Regions from separate parts of the Zea mays genome. Here region 1 is linked to region 2. A link is a contact called in public Hi-C data. All regions are on one chromosome and are shown on one strand. The core of a region is the stretch at or near the end of the contact, and the rest is flanking DNA. Distances in the headings are between cores, read along the strand shown. Region 1 overlaps LOC103626282 (zinc finger CCCH domain-containing protein 45). Region 2 holds the start of LOC100502480 (Auxin response factor 18).

Region 1 (7,375 bases), core at 2,084-4,583, 150 kb after region 2:
GAGCCTTGAGGGTACCCCTAATTATGGTCCCCGACAGTATTCATGCCACTACATTAATCTAAGTTCAAAGCTCACTGCATAAAACCCCTATCTGTAATGTGCGTAAGATTTCCCAAATAAATCACCACAATAGCATACATTGCCCACAACTGGATGATTATGGTTGGGAATTTTATCTGTATGCTTTTAGAACATCTCGGCATTAGGGGGAGGAATGCCCATATAATGTAATGTCTCAATATTCTATTAAACGCGCAAAATCCAAACTGAACCTGTCGTTCAGTGTGTACTCCTGTGTATATGGAGTTTGCCAGAAATCGTTGAGGATTAACCATATTGGTTTGAATGCTTCTACCTGATGTAGATGTGGATATACCCTGGATTAATATCATATCCACATTTGACTTATTGGCATTTGATCTATTCTCGAGGACGCCTGCGAATATGATTCATTAGCCTTAGTCGAAGCATATGTTATGATTGCAGATTCACGTGGTCTATAATAACTCTCCTCCGACGAACTCGCCCTGCTGGTAATTTGCCTCACGAAGAGGTTCATCTTGATGATGAAGTTCCTAGCAATGCGCGCAATATCATTGTGCTAGGAATACGGAACAATGAATCTTTCGTTTTTGGGAAATGACGAAGATCATTATTAAATGTGGGAGACAAATGTGTCGACATCTATCTTGCCTCTCTAGATTGCAAATGGATCCAAAACAAAGTCCTAGGCACGAGTGCTTGAAGCTCTCTTATCGGGTCATTGATAAATGCGATCGAGGTTGAACCAATAATCGCAAAATGAAAGTCACGAGCTTGAAGTTCGGACATTTATGGGCACTATTGAAATAATGTGTGGTGAATGCGATGGTTCAAGTGGTCTTGTGAGAGACCCATCCAACATATGTGTTGAATAACCACTGTTCCGCTATGTAATATATCTGGCAAATGGCATGAATTAAAATATGCAGTTAATAGGATTCTGAAGATCCGTCATGAGATCCTAGGAGGACTCATATATTTGAATTATAAATATGCAACATATAAATCTCATACCGAATAATACATTCCTGATGAATGATCACTCTCCTATTTAGGGAGAATATCTCGTAGTTGAGACTATCGTTCCCAGATGGAACCTATCCAGAAGAAACAAAGTCTGTGTTGAACACCAAAGTTTGATAATCCCTATCAAGGGATAAAGACCCGTACAGACCCGAAAAGGAATAAGATGAGGTACCAAAGGACTTGAAGTTCACCGAATAAGCACATGTGCATTTCATGAGCTTTACTCATGGTATTTTCCACTAGATGTGGAATTACGATATCCTCTAAAGCCACGATGGCAGAAACCTATAAGGTTTAGGTGTTACTGGCAAAGTATCCCCATTATGCCAGAATGACAGACTATAACGATGTATCTGATCGATGAAAAATCCCTGATGGATTACGATCTTCGATGGACTTTTGATACACCATCATAGATGTTGCAATGGATGAACGCCTGGAGCGATGTGTCATATTTAGAATATGTACTATTGTAACTATATTATCCCCTAAGTCCTATTGAAGGACATGTTATTTGCTTTGCACAACTATGTATAAATTGTGGTGTAAGATAGAAAATGATAGCACCCCAACCTCATCCATTCTCGTTATTCCAGATGAACAATGAGACATATATCTTGAAGAATATGCTTGAGTTATGAGGGATAACGACTTTGACAGATGTCATCGTCAGGGGGAGCGAATGCTTATATTGATCACAATCGTGAGACAATTAATGTCATATTCTATGCCCTGAAGGCGTGAGTTTGATGATCAATATGTGAACCTTTATGGAACTTTCTATTAAATATATAGATCTAGTCGATCGAACACCATCAGTCAAAGTGGTTTATTTATATTGATACGTGCACTTACCTCGTATATCCTAAAAGTGAGTAGAGGTAAAGTTCCTGAAATAGTCCTTGCAAGGATATGCAATCTGTTTGCTAAATCTTTATGTGCATATACTTCTAGAAGAAGATATTTTGCATTATTGATATAGTTTTGCAAGGATCAGGGGGAGCACATTTCTAAAGTTAGCCCTTGTAGAAGATTCGATAGAATCTAGATCCCAAAGGATCGAAATCTGTCCCGATGACAGTTGTTGTACTCTTTTCCCTTGGTGAGTTTTCTTGAAGTTTCTCACATGAGGTTTTTAACGAGGCAACAAAGTGCAAATGCAATTTGTATCACCATGCACTCTTTCTCCATATTTTTTCCACTGGGTTTTTCGGAGTTTTAACGAGGCATATGTTGGTCGTGGTATTCGCCCAAGGGGGAGTGTTAAGTAACCCTAGTTAGGGTTATGTGGGCGAATATCGGCTTTGCCCCTGAGGGGTCTCACATCTCTATATAAGGAACATGTACACCCCTTCATATGACAGAGAAGAGAAAGAAGCCAGAGGCCCAATTCTACATCATGTGTCTCGTGTGTTTCACTGTCGTGCTTCTGGGAAGGGATACGGGTCTTCTACAACTTCTTGCGCCTCTACTGCTGACGGAAGGGAAGGGAGCGGATCGGGTGATCCGTGATAACGTAGTTCTCAACCGTTACTAACTTACTACACGTTAAGGCTTGTTAGGTCAGGACTAAATTGAACTCTTCTTCGATTGCATGGAAGAAATTGAGGAGAATTAAATCTTTTATTTCTATTCAATTTTGACTAGCAAAGAATTTTAAACAGATAGTTGGTTGAAACGAACAAGCTCTTAAACAGATAGTTCATGCCAACGTTATTCTACCCGTTCCTAACTGGAGTCATATACTGTGATGCACCTCCGGAAGAATAATCTCAGCCGGCTGCCTTTTCCGCCTAAGAAAAATTCAACTACCAATGTCACTTGACAGCATACAGTTATACACAATCCACATTTTCATTATCTTAGCTCTAATCTGGGTGAAGACAATCTACTCATCTTTCAACAGTACATCTCATTTCAAGTAACAGCATGAAATGTCAGAGACGCTCTATCGTTTCCTTGATCGCCTGGGAGCGGCCTCCTCTTCGCTCTCGCTGTCATCGTCCCGAAGGGCGCTTCTACCGTACCTGTCTCCAGACTGGGCTCTGGCTCCATCTGCTCCAGGGTTTCCAGTGTTATCATGGCCCCTGCTGCCCTGGTCTAATGCTGATGCTGTTTCAAACCTGTCCCCTCGGTCACCCCCTGGCCTTCTCTGCTCCCGCTTCGCAGCACGGTTATTTGGAGGTGGCGGGGGCATGAAGGGCGCCATACCCATGGGACGATTAGGCCGTCCAGGCCCACCCATTCCCATGCCTCCCATCAGCGGACCACGGCCAGGACCCATCATCATGTCAAGACCCAGAGGGAAAGGCTGCGGAGGCCTGCCAGGGAAACCCATCCCTGGCATCGGGCCTCTAGCAAAGTCACCAGGGAACCTTGGGCCAACGAATGGCGGGAAGCCGCGTGGCATGCCAAATGGATCAGGCATGCCGAAACCGCCGCCAAAACCAAAGCCATCACCCATCATGTTAGGAGGGAAGCCACGCCCTGCCAACATTGCCCCACGCATCATCGGCATTTGAGGCGGCCACATCATCCCCCTTCCTCTTCCCCTTCCTTGAGACTCTTGGGCGTTGCCTTCTTCCTCCTCGCTTTCCTCTTCCTCGTCCTCTTCATTGTCATCAAACAGCACAATATCTTGATTATCAGCTGCCTCATCAGCACTCACTCCCTTTGCTTTTTCCTCCTCTCGCTTGGCCTCTGCTGCAATTAGCATAGCCTGAACCCATATTCAAAAACACCAGACACAGGAAATAGACACTTAAACCAAGTGAAAAATACAAATAATATATATTAAGTAAACACAAGTGGACCAGGCCTTCTGACAAAAAATGTGCCATGCCATCTCTTTAAGCAAAACACCACTAGCACCGACTAACATGTGCAGCTGTATGCTGCTGCTTGTAGTAGAGCCAGTGTATATGCATTGTTAGTCCTTAGTCCATGAAGAGATATGATGTGTCATTATTCAATTTTAGTCAATCTAAAAGTAGCCATTATCTCCATTAGAATGAACCTTTAGCGTAAAGAAATATTGTAACTTTTAGCAATATCTTCCTGATAGAAAGGGTTTTTATTGAATACACAGGAGAGCTGTGTATTAATATATTAAGAAGAAAAATGGTCCAAAGAGAACCAAATACAACATGATCGCTGTTGGACTGCGGACAGGCTTGCGAGGCGAGGGCTGCCTGATAGAAAGGTTATCGATGTATTGTAGAAGATATGGTGTTACACATATATAGGCAAGAATAAAAACTGAACCAATCAACAGAGATCCTTGCCTAATAGAGATCGATCTATAGAGATCCTTGTCTAATAGAGATAAATCTATCTATCCTAGCTATACATGCGAGATTCTAACACCAATCAACTGAGATCCTTACCTAATAGAGATCAATCTATGTATCAACGAAAATCCTTGCCAAATAGAGATCGATCTAACTATCCTAGCCATATAGGCAGGATTCTAACACTTGCATCTCTTTTCTAGCACAGCCCCGCTATATGAATCATGATTTGACAATTATGGTCACCCACAACCATGATTTGACAATTAATCCCTCCGGCCCAGTATATAAGACGTAACCACCTCTGGATAAAAGAACAATAAATGTATTTAATTATCTCTATCAACACTAGTACTACTGCGTCGATGCACGTGTGTCTAGAGAGAGCACCCCTTATATCATGGGACAAGAATAAAAAATGGTTATGTCTTATATTATGGGATTATGGGACAGCGGGAGTACAAAACTAGTTTAGAGTTAAGAAACACAGCAAATGGTGTTCAAATGTGACTAGACCAAGGGGGTGTTTGAATGCACTGAGCTAATAGTTAGTTGGCTAACAATTTGCTAGTGGAATTAACTAGCTAACTATTAACTAATTTACTAAAAATAGCTAATAGCTGAACAATTAGCTAGGGTGTTTGGATGTCTCCAGCTAATTTTAGCCACTAACTATTAGCTCTAATGCATTCAAGATTAAACACCCCCCAAATCCTAGCTGTCAGTTGTAGTTGCAATGGACTAGGTTGATATGCCTGCTTAAGAAAACAGCAAGGTAATGAGAATATTAAAAACAAGATAAATAGGCAGTAAAATGCATAACCTACCGTGAGTTCACTGTCTGGCTCCAGATAAAGCAGAGAAGCCAACTGCTCACCAACGAAAGGTTCTAGTTCCTGGCAATCTCTGCTGATCTGCAGTAATCAGAAGTGAACTCAAAAATTAAATTCTGGAAAAAAAATCGAGAATGCAGATATATATATTAAAAAAGTATACGATTTCAACAATCTAGTCAATCATCAGTGTGTGCATAGCACTAGAATTTTTGTTACTTTTCTTTCTGGCCTACATTAATTTTGAATATCCTTCCGGCAAGATTACATTTTCAGCTAGTGTTTTAATCATCATATAAAGTGTACAAAAGTTTGATATTTAATTTTTTTCTCAAAAACGAGCAGGAGAGCTGCGCCCCTTTATATTATATATTAAGAAGATAGGAAAAAAGGTCTAAAGTAGACCAAACATCAGCAGGCCTCCTCACAGGGGCCAGAAAATAGCATACAAAAAAGAACTCATCATGTGAAAGGAACAAACAACACACCACCCTAGGGAGCAGCTGCAGAAGCAGCCAGAGAACATAGGCCCTTCGCCCTAGCTGCCTCCCAACGACTTCTCTCCTCATCTGCCCAAGCAAGGATATAGGTGAGGCAAGGAGACAATCCATCGAAGACAATTTTGTTCCGATGAATCCAAATAGTCCAAGCACCCAGGATAATAAGGGAGTTAAGGCCTTTTCTGGTGACACCTGAGACCACCTCTGAAACCTCCTCCCACCAATTCAAGAAGAGGTGACCGCCGGCTGGGGGGCTAGGGAGTGAAGCCCAAATTTCCGGAAAAGCTGGTACCAAAAGACTCTCGAGAAGGAGCAAGCCACCAGAAGATGATCAAGAGTTTCTTCAGCTTAGTCACATAGCAGACATTTCTCATGGTGGTTTAGGCATTTCTTAGCTAATCGATCTGCTGTCTTGTCCTGCATCTATTATGGGCAGCAAGCCAGATGAAAAAACGACACTTCGGCGGAGCCAAACGTAAAAAATATTATAACCTCTGATGAAATATAAATCGAGACTAAGGATGAACAGCATATGCGTGGTTCAAGGTTATTAAGGTGTAGCTTTAGCGTCGCTAAAGCGACGCCTAAGTGGTAAGGCGAGTGCGGAGGCGTAAGGTGTCCTGTCGCCTTGACTGCGAGAGCAAGGCGCAGCCCCGCAGGGAAGAAGAGGTGGTGGCGCGGCGGCGACGCACAGCGCAGCACGTAGTTCGCGGCGGCGCACAGAGCATAGGTTGTGGGGGAGCGGCAGGCGCACAGCGAGTAGGCCATGGCGACGCGGCGGCGCACAGCGCGTAGGTCACGCCAAGGGAGGAGAGCTGCAAGTAGGGGGAGCGGGAGAGGAGCGGGAGAGGGAGAAGCTGCTGCTGTCGGCTGAGGGAGAATCTGCTGCTGCCGGCTGAGGAAGGTAACCCTAAAATTGTTAGGCTGGGATGACTGGTTATGGGCTTCTTTTTCTTTTTGTTTTTTCTTTTACTTTTTTCTGTTTCTCTCTTCTACTAGGCTGAAATGGACCTACTAGGGGTGAAAACGGGACAGATACTGCCGGATACTAGCTCATCCCCGTATCCTACCCTAATATAATTTTCTCGGATATAGAATCGGGTACTGATAGTTAAAACTCAGGACAGATACAGGACGAGATCGGGTAATAATTCTGGCGGGTAAGAAACGGATACCAGATATTACTCGGGTAGATAACAGATATTTGTCGGATAGTTTGTCCCGATAATATTAATTATCAAAATGTTCAACAAATCAATAAAAGAAGGAATATATAAGCATGTATATGATGTGGTCTGCTGCTTCTCTTGGGAGTATGCAGGGGAGAGACAAGAGATGGAGCGTAAGGCGTGGGGGGATCACCGCCGCCGGCCTGGCTGTGATGGTCAGTCAGGACGACCTCCCTACCTGGAGATCTTTATTCCTTCAATACCTAATACAAACTAAAGGCAAATTCCCTTATAGACTGGGACTGCCACACCAACCAATAGGATAACAATTATCTGCTATAAAATAGATCTAATCAATCTCTTAACTGAACAGCTAAAAAATCTCCCGACCCCTATCTTCTAGCTGCACACCTGGGCTCAACTCGTAGCTGCGCTGGCCCCCTTTCTTCCTATGATAATGCTTGCCTAAGAAAGCATCTATAACATTTCCCTCCCCCCCCCCCAACAACAAACAG
Region 2 (6,713 bases), core at 3,789-6,288:
CCGAGTGCTATGACCATGGCACTCGGCAAAGAAGGAAACCTGGGAACCGGTAAAGCCATCTTTGCCGAGTGCTGACCATGGCACTCGGCAAAGAAGGAAACCTGGGAACCGGCAAAGATGTCTTTGCCGAGTGCCGTTGCCAAGGCACTCGGCAAAGGGACTGGCAAAGGGGCCCACTGGAGGGTTCTTTGCCGAGTGCCAGTCCACCAGACACTCGGCAAAGAAACCTCCTTTGCCGAGTGCCTACTAGGGCTCTCGGCACAGAGACTGGCTGTGGGGTCCACTAGACCAGTCTTTGCCGAGTGTCGCCGTTGGCACTCGGTAAAGGATCCGTCACCGTCACTTGGCGCCGTGACGGTGACTTTTCTTTGCCGAGTGCCAAATGGCACTCGGCAAAGTCTTTGCCGAGTGCCCGACAAAAAGTACTCGGCAAAGAAGCTGTTGCCGATGTACAGTTCGCCGAGCGTTCTTTGCCGAGTGTTACACTCGGCAAAGGCTTTGCCGAGTGTAAAATAGCCTTTGCCGTGTGTTTAGAACACACGGCAAAGAAGCTGATTCCGGTAGTGTATATATATGGTTGTAAATGTGTTGCAAATAGGAATATGAATGTGTGAATTGATGTATGTGTGATTGTGGATGTATGTATTGATATTATCGATGAATCCGTTGTGTATAAAATATGTTATTTTGTGAATTGTAAAACTCAAAAAAATTCATGGAAAAATTTGACCTCACTGGAATTTATTATGTCTGACGTCCTAGTTGTGGATGTCGGACATCCAATGGCTACTAGTGGGATGTCAGACATACTATCAACTTAAGTCGAACGACCATCATGTAGACCGTCGGACATAACTCTGGACGTTACCCAGTTTAACTGCCCTCCTGATGCCTGTTAGACATAACGTATCTTCGACAGCCCGACGACTGTCGGGCTACCGTCGGAGATAACTTTATTTCCAACTTTTTAGAATTGATGGACCCGTGTCATCGGATGTAGACTCAAACACTACACGACGGTTCACTTACAGCGACCTACGGTTGGTTGCTAAAACGACCTTCAGCGACCTACGGTTGGTCGCTAAAAACTTTTAGCGACCTATAAGGATGGTCGCTGTAAGTGCCGTCGCTAAAGGCTTTAGCGACCGACATCTTTTTAGCGACCGACCGTCTGTTGCTAATATTATATATTTAGCGACCAACCGTGAGTTGTTGTACGATAGATTTAGCAACCAATCGTGAGTCGTTATACTATACATTTAGCAACCAACAGAAAGTTGCCCTTCGATATAGTCGTTAATAATGATAATATACCATTAATTAGCATTAAACAACTGTTATATATAATCACATAGATATACAAATTTAATTAGTATTGCACAATAATAAATCCACATCACATAAACCATCAACAAGCACCACAACAAAATCATTCACAAAACCTACATATGTTATTATGTTTTGCACATATTTGCAAACACTTTACAAAATCATTCACAAAAGTCCTAACGCTTCAAGTGATTCGCAAAAGCCTTCACAAAAGCACTCCAGCTTCTTATGTAACCTTTAGCAACCAACAGTTGGTACCTAATAAGGGTCGCTAAAGATCAACCGTCGTGTAGTGAAAGCCTGTCGAAAATAAGTAATTAATTTCCGATAGTATAGAGTCTATGTCCATCGACTTAGGGTGCGTTTGATTGAGGAGTGTGGAAGAATGGAATGGTTCCATTCTAATTTTGTGGATGTTTGGTTTCCAACAAAATAAGAGCGGAGCGGCTCCTGGATCTCCATATGGAAATTTACTATAAGTAGTTGGAACGCTCCCGCTCCATAAAAACGATCAGATGCGAGCGCTCTCCCAGATGTGAGCGCTCTCCTTCCTCTCCTCCCCTCTACACCCATATGGCTCTCGAACCAAACAAAGAATGGAACGGCTTCACTCTATTTTACTCTTCAACCAAATAAAAAATAGAACGACTCTGTTCTTTTTGCCAAACGCGTAATAGAACGGCTCCATTCTCAAATACTGGAATGGAGCCACTCTATTCTATTCGACTCTCCAACTAAACGCACAATTAGGGCCCACGGCTTAGGCCGCCGGATATTTCCCTGTTTACAGTTATGGATGGCTCGCCAGACCATGTGTACTTGTAGATAAACAATACCGCGCGCGCACTGCATGCAGTGCTCGGTCATAGAGAGCTGGAGTATATTGTATATGCATATGCAAGCTACGTACGGTACACACCGTACACCACGTCCAAGATCCGTCGCCGTGCCCTCGCCGGCACAAAAGCTTGGTGTTTGTAATCTGCTCATATATATGGTCGCTGCCTCCGATCGGCACTGATGAACGAGAGCGATCGAGCGTCCATCCAACGTCCCTGAAAGCACAACACCCAAACGCCAATCTATCTATCTATCTATCTATCCCAGGTAGACCTCATAAAGACGGTCAAACAACGTCCGAAGCAAGCTAGGACCCCCGGCGCGGCGCCGACGGACGCTAGCTAGCTCTCGGTCGTCACCACTCAACGCGACCCGCGACGTACGACGGATCATCTCTGGGCAACCGGCTGGTGCGGTGCAGACGTGCAGTGGACACATGTCCCTTGGACGGACCTGCCAGCTGTACGTACGTGCCGGTCTGCCGGAACACGGCCGGGGGGGGGGGGGGGGGGGGGGGGGCGCTCGGATCTCTCGCAGAAGGGCGGCCGAGCAGGATCGAGCAGCCGGCAGTGCCCCCGTCGGCGCCAGGACTGGACGGACGTACCCGAGGCCGAGCCTGAAGCAGGCCGGCCGACGCCGACACGTACGGGGCTGGGACGTTTCTCTCATGCTCCGGCAAGAGCAAAAGGAAGCGAGCGAGGACGTATGCGCGCGGTTGCCGTCAGCGCCCGCCGCCCGTGTGTGTCACCGCGTGCCGCGGCGCGGAAGGCGTGAGCCGTGAGCGGGCGGGGCATGGACCAAGGGGGTGGCTTGTTGCTTCCTGCACTGCCCGAACCGAACCCCCGCTGGAGGCCGGGGCTGGACTGGAGCATGCATACAGTTTGGCATGGAATTTATGTGTGTTTTCATCTATAGTACTCCTTATACAATGAGCATGCATGTGCACGAATCCACGGTATAGCACGGCCGGTGCCTGAAAGAATACCCTATTCGGAGGTCCATCTCCTGCTATTTTTAATTTTTTAAGCAGGCCGGACGAGCGACTGAGCTTGTCGTCGTCGTCGTTCCTCGAGTCTGTCTGTGCTGGCCGCCCTTGTTTTATGAATGAATTTTGGACATCTCCGAACGAGATATATATATTTGCTATACGAATCTGTGTCAAGGTGTCCCCGCCGTGCAAAGGGGAAAATAATAATACTTATGACTATGATGATATGTATAAAATAAAATGGAAGGGTAGGCTGGGTCAGGTCAACGATTCCTGACATGCTAGAAATAGCATGGACCAAGGAAGAAGCCCGTATGTCGTTCACCTGCACGACACGACCACGGATATAGGAGTCACAATTGCTGTACTGTAATAGCCGCGTAGTAATGGACTTTATATTATTACTTTCTTAGAATTAGAAGGAAAAAAAGTGAGAGAAAAGATTCCCCAGGTCGAGGCGTAGAGCCATCGCCCATCGGCCGGCATCACGAGGACGACGACCGAGCAGCTCCGAGTCATCATCACAGTGCCCAGCCAGCCCAAAGCGTGGTGTTAATTCTCAGGTTCCGGATTCCCTGTACGCTCCTCGTATAGGAGGACGCGCGTATAATACGCCGCACGGTCTCGGTCGTGGACGCCTCTGTCTTCAGCTGTTGGTCGACAGGAACAGTTCCGCTCCGGTCCACTGGAACGAGAAGAAAGAGAAGGAAAGGAACCAACCAAAACGTGTGCGGCTCGCGGCCGGCGCCGCCGATCGCCATCGACTGATCCGTCCGTCTCGCCTCCGTCGGCGTCGCCCTGGTGGTTGCCTGGATGGATCTTGGACGTGGCTCGTGAGCCAGGAAGGGAGTACTAGGGACCATATGGGCTGCCATTTCTGCGTCCCAGCAGGTTCGTTCCCGCGGTTATTTTACTTTTGGCTTCTGCCATTTCTCTGTTTCGGCTCAGGCACTTCATTAACAGCTCACGTTCCTTTCACTTTCACCGTTTTCTATCGGCGACGGCGGGCTATTGGCGTGCAGGTTTCATTGACGACGGCGGGCTATTTACTGCAGTGCTATAGCTGCAGCTACTACTCTACCAGCTAGCACTAGCAGCAGGTTCGATGCTGAGCTCAGGCTTCAGACACGGGTGGATGGATGGATCGTCGTCGTCAGTGAGGTTGCTGTCGGCGAATTTTACTGCGACTATGCAGCCAGTCACCAGTCCAATCAAAATTTACCACAGGCAGACGTACACGTGCGTGCAGGCATCGTACTCGTACGGTACTACTACTACCACAGCCTTGCAAGTCAAAAAGAAGAAAGTGTTGGAGGGGAGAGCGAGTAGTAGTAGAGCAGGACGATTCCTGCACTCGCCAACAGCATGCGACTACGAGCTGCTTCTCACGCTAGCACTCTGCTACCGGCACAGCACAGTAAGTACATGGCAACGGCATGCTAATCTTGCTTCCGTACCAGTCAGTCAGTGCAGGCATAATAGGAGATCAGTGAGACTTAAGCACCTGCCAGGCATCAATCAGCACGCCACAAGATGAGGACGTGACGGGGGGGGTCGGGAGTGCGGCACGCGGAGCACTGTACATGTGCGACTGCACGTCGCGCGCGGCGCAGCGCAGCGCAGGCACAGAGCCACTGAACCAGTAGCCGTACTCTACAGAAGCAAGGACATAGAGAATTGACAAGAAAAATCACGCAAGGGAGGAGAGAGAGAAGGGGGGAGCATAGCATAGGCATAGCAAGAGCAAAGCTGAAAAAGAGGAGCACCACTCGTGGGGGGTTAAAACCCCGAGAACAAACTTGGGAGTAGCAGCGGCCAGCCGGAAGCGAGCGGAGACCGAGGGGAGAGGGGGTGAAGAAGCAACGAGACGCAGCGAGCAAGCGAAAGCATACCAGAGCACCAAGCATAGGGACGCGCGCGCTTCTCCAGTTCTCCCTCCCTGCCCTGCAAGGCGGCTGCAACTGTTCCAGCTAGCCCCTCTCCCAGCCTCTGCGTCGTAGACGTGGTAGTAGCAGCCGCAGCAGCAGAAGCGGCGGCGAGCATGCTCTTGGCACCCCTCCCCGGCGCCGGGCGGATCTGCCGGAGGGCGGCGGCCGGGGCGCTTGGAGCGCGGCGCTAACCGCGTTCGAAGGACCTCGGGATCTGACGCCGCGCCTCCCCTAATCGATCGACTCCATCGGTGGCGGCGGCGGCCGAGGCGGCAGCAGCCGGGTCTCTCGGCTCCGGGACAAGATAAGCTTTTGCTCTGCGCATTCGCGCTGCTCAAACATCGTAGCCAGCCACACCAAGCAACTGACTTGTGCTCCTCTGATTGTACAAGGGAAAGATTGCGCTTGCGCTTGCTTGGGCGCCGGCCGCGCCGGTGGCGGTAATCTTCGAGAGCCGCGGTCGCGGCGCGCGGTGAAGAGAAAAAAAGGTGTGTGTGTGTGAGAGAGAGAGGAGGCTCCCTGCCCTCTCGCGGTGACTTGGCGAGGAGGGGGAGGGACTGGGAAAGCGAATGGTTTTCGGGAAGGCGCTGTGATTTGGCCTGGAAAGGAGGAACCTTTCCTTCCTCTTCCCGTCCTTTGCCGGCTCTTGTACCGCCCTCAGATCGGCGACCCGGTTGTTTCTTCGGCAACGGGCGGAAATGAGGCTCTCGTCGTCGTCCGGCAGCGTCCTGCCGGCTCAGCCGGGCTCGCCGGAAGGTACTCCTTTGCCTGCTCTGCTGCGCCGACTTCGATTTCTCTCGCTGTTGTCTTGTTCATTAATGCACTTCCTTCCCCGTTCGTTGTATTCCTCTTCCGTATTGAGTTTCAGTTGGAGTTGTAGGACTGCTATTTGGTTTCTGTTTTGTTACTAAATGCCTCTGCTTTAAACCTGCTCTGTGGCCGGGTGATCCCGTAGCAGCGACCCAGCGCCGACGTGTTTGATTTGCGAGGTTTATCTGGATTTGTTTTGATGGTTTCTTTTGAAGGTGTTGCTGTCACAAACTGGAAACCGTTTGTTCTTTCGATTTTGGTCCTTTTGTCTACTAGTTCTTGCTGCATGTTGATTTCATGATATTTCTCCGACTGTTTTTTTTTTCGATTAAGCTGTAAAAATAGTTCCCTTGTCCCTCCAGTTTAAGGACACTTATTATAAGTTAACACCCCATCTTGATTCTCAATTTTTTGCACTTAGAATTGGAATTTATGTAGTACCATCTACTTTCTGAAACATTTTTTTTTGTTGGCATAAGCCTGTCCCCAGTTTTGTTCTCCCTTGATATTTCGTTGCTGAAGAAACTTGCAGTACTGAATCTTGTGCTCAAAACAAACAAATACTTGTGCCATTACAGCTGTGGAGGAGCACAAGTGCCTGAACTCGGAGTTGTGGCATGCTTGTGCCGGCCCGCTTGTTTCCTTGCCCGCGGTGGGTAGCCGAGTTGTGTACTTCCCTCAGGGCCACAGCGAGCAGGTTAGTGCACAATGCTCACCATGCCCGTGAATCCTATGTCCTCTTCCAGTTCGGCTGTCAAGCTCGAACCCCCAATTAGCCTCTGCCTGTATTTTCAAGACTCCAGAATTTCTCCCTGTTT

The links. Hi-C and Micro-C count contacts between places; a contact is called where the count stands out from the background.
Region 1: a Hi-C map of ear shows a contact between it and region 2, with 2.5 times the contacts expected there. The contact joins the enhancer-like site here to the promoter of LOC100502480 in region 2. A contact is called at or near these places in 6 of 25 Hi-C or Micro-C datasets (bundle sheath, ear, leaf and 1 more).

Annotation. Positions count from the first base shown.
Region 1 is chr5:43,941,263-43,948,637 of Zm-B73-REFERENCE-NAM-5.0, forward strand. LOC103626282 (zinc finger CCCH domain-containing protein 45) reads right to left here. Exons shown (of 7, transcript XM_020538318.2): 6 at 5,186-5,272; 7 at 2,680-3,787. The coding sequence ends at 3,017. Among protein-coding and RNA genes, the nearest start is that of LOC103626282, 13 kb to the right of the region's middle. Within about 2 kb of position 3,334, at least 20 of the 20 cell types and tissues checked have an H3K27ac peak or open chromatin away from gene starts, as enhancers often do. A contact at or near this core is called in bundle sheath, ear, leaf and 1 more, where this site is marked.
Region 2 is chr5:43,785,022-43,791,734 of Zm-B73-REFERENCE-NAM-5.0, forward strand. LOC100502480 (Auxin response factor 18) reads left to right here and starts at 5,039. Exons shown (of 15, transcript NM_001346802.1): 1 at 5,039-5,389; 2 at 5,475-5,841; 3 at 6,474-6,592. The coding sequence starts at 5,784.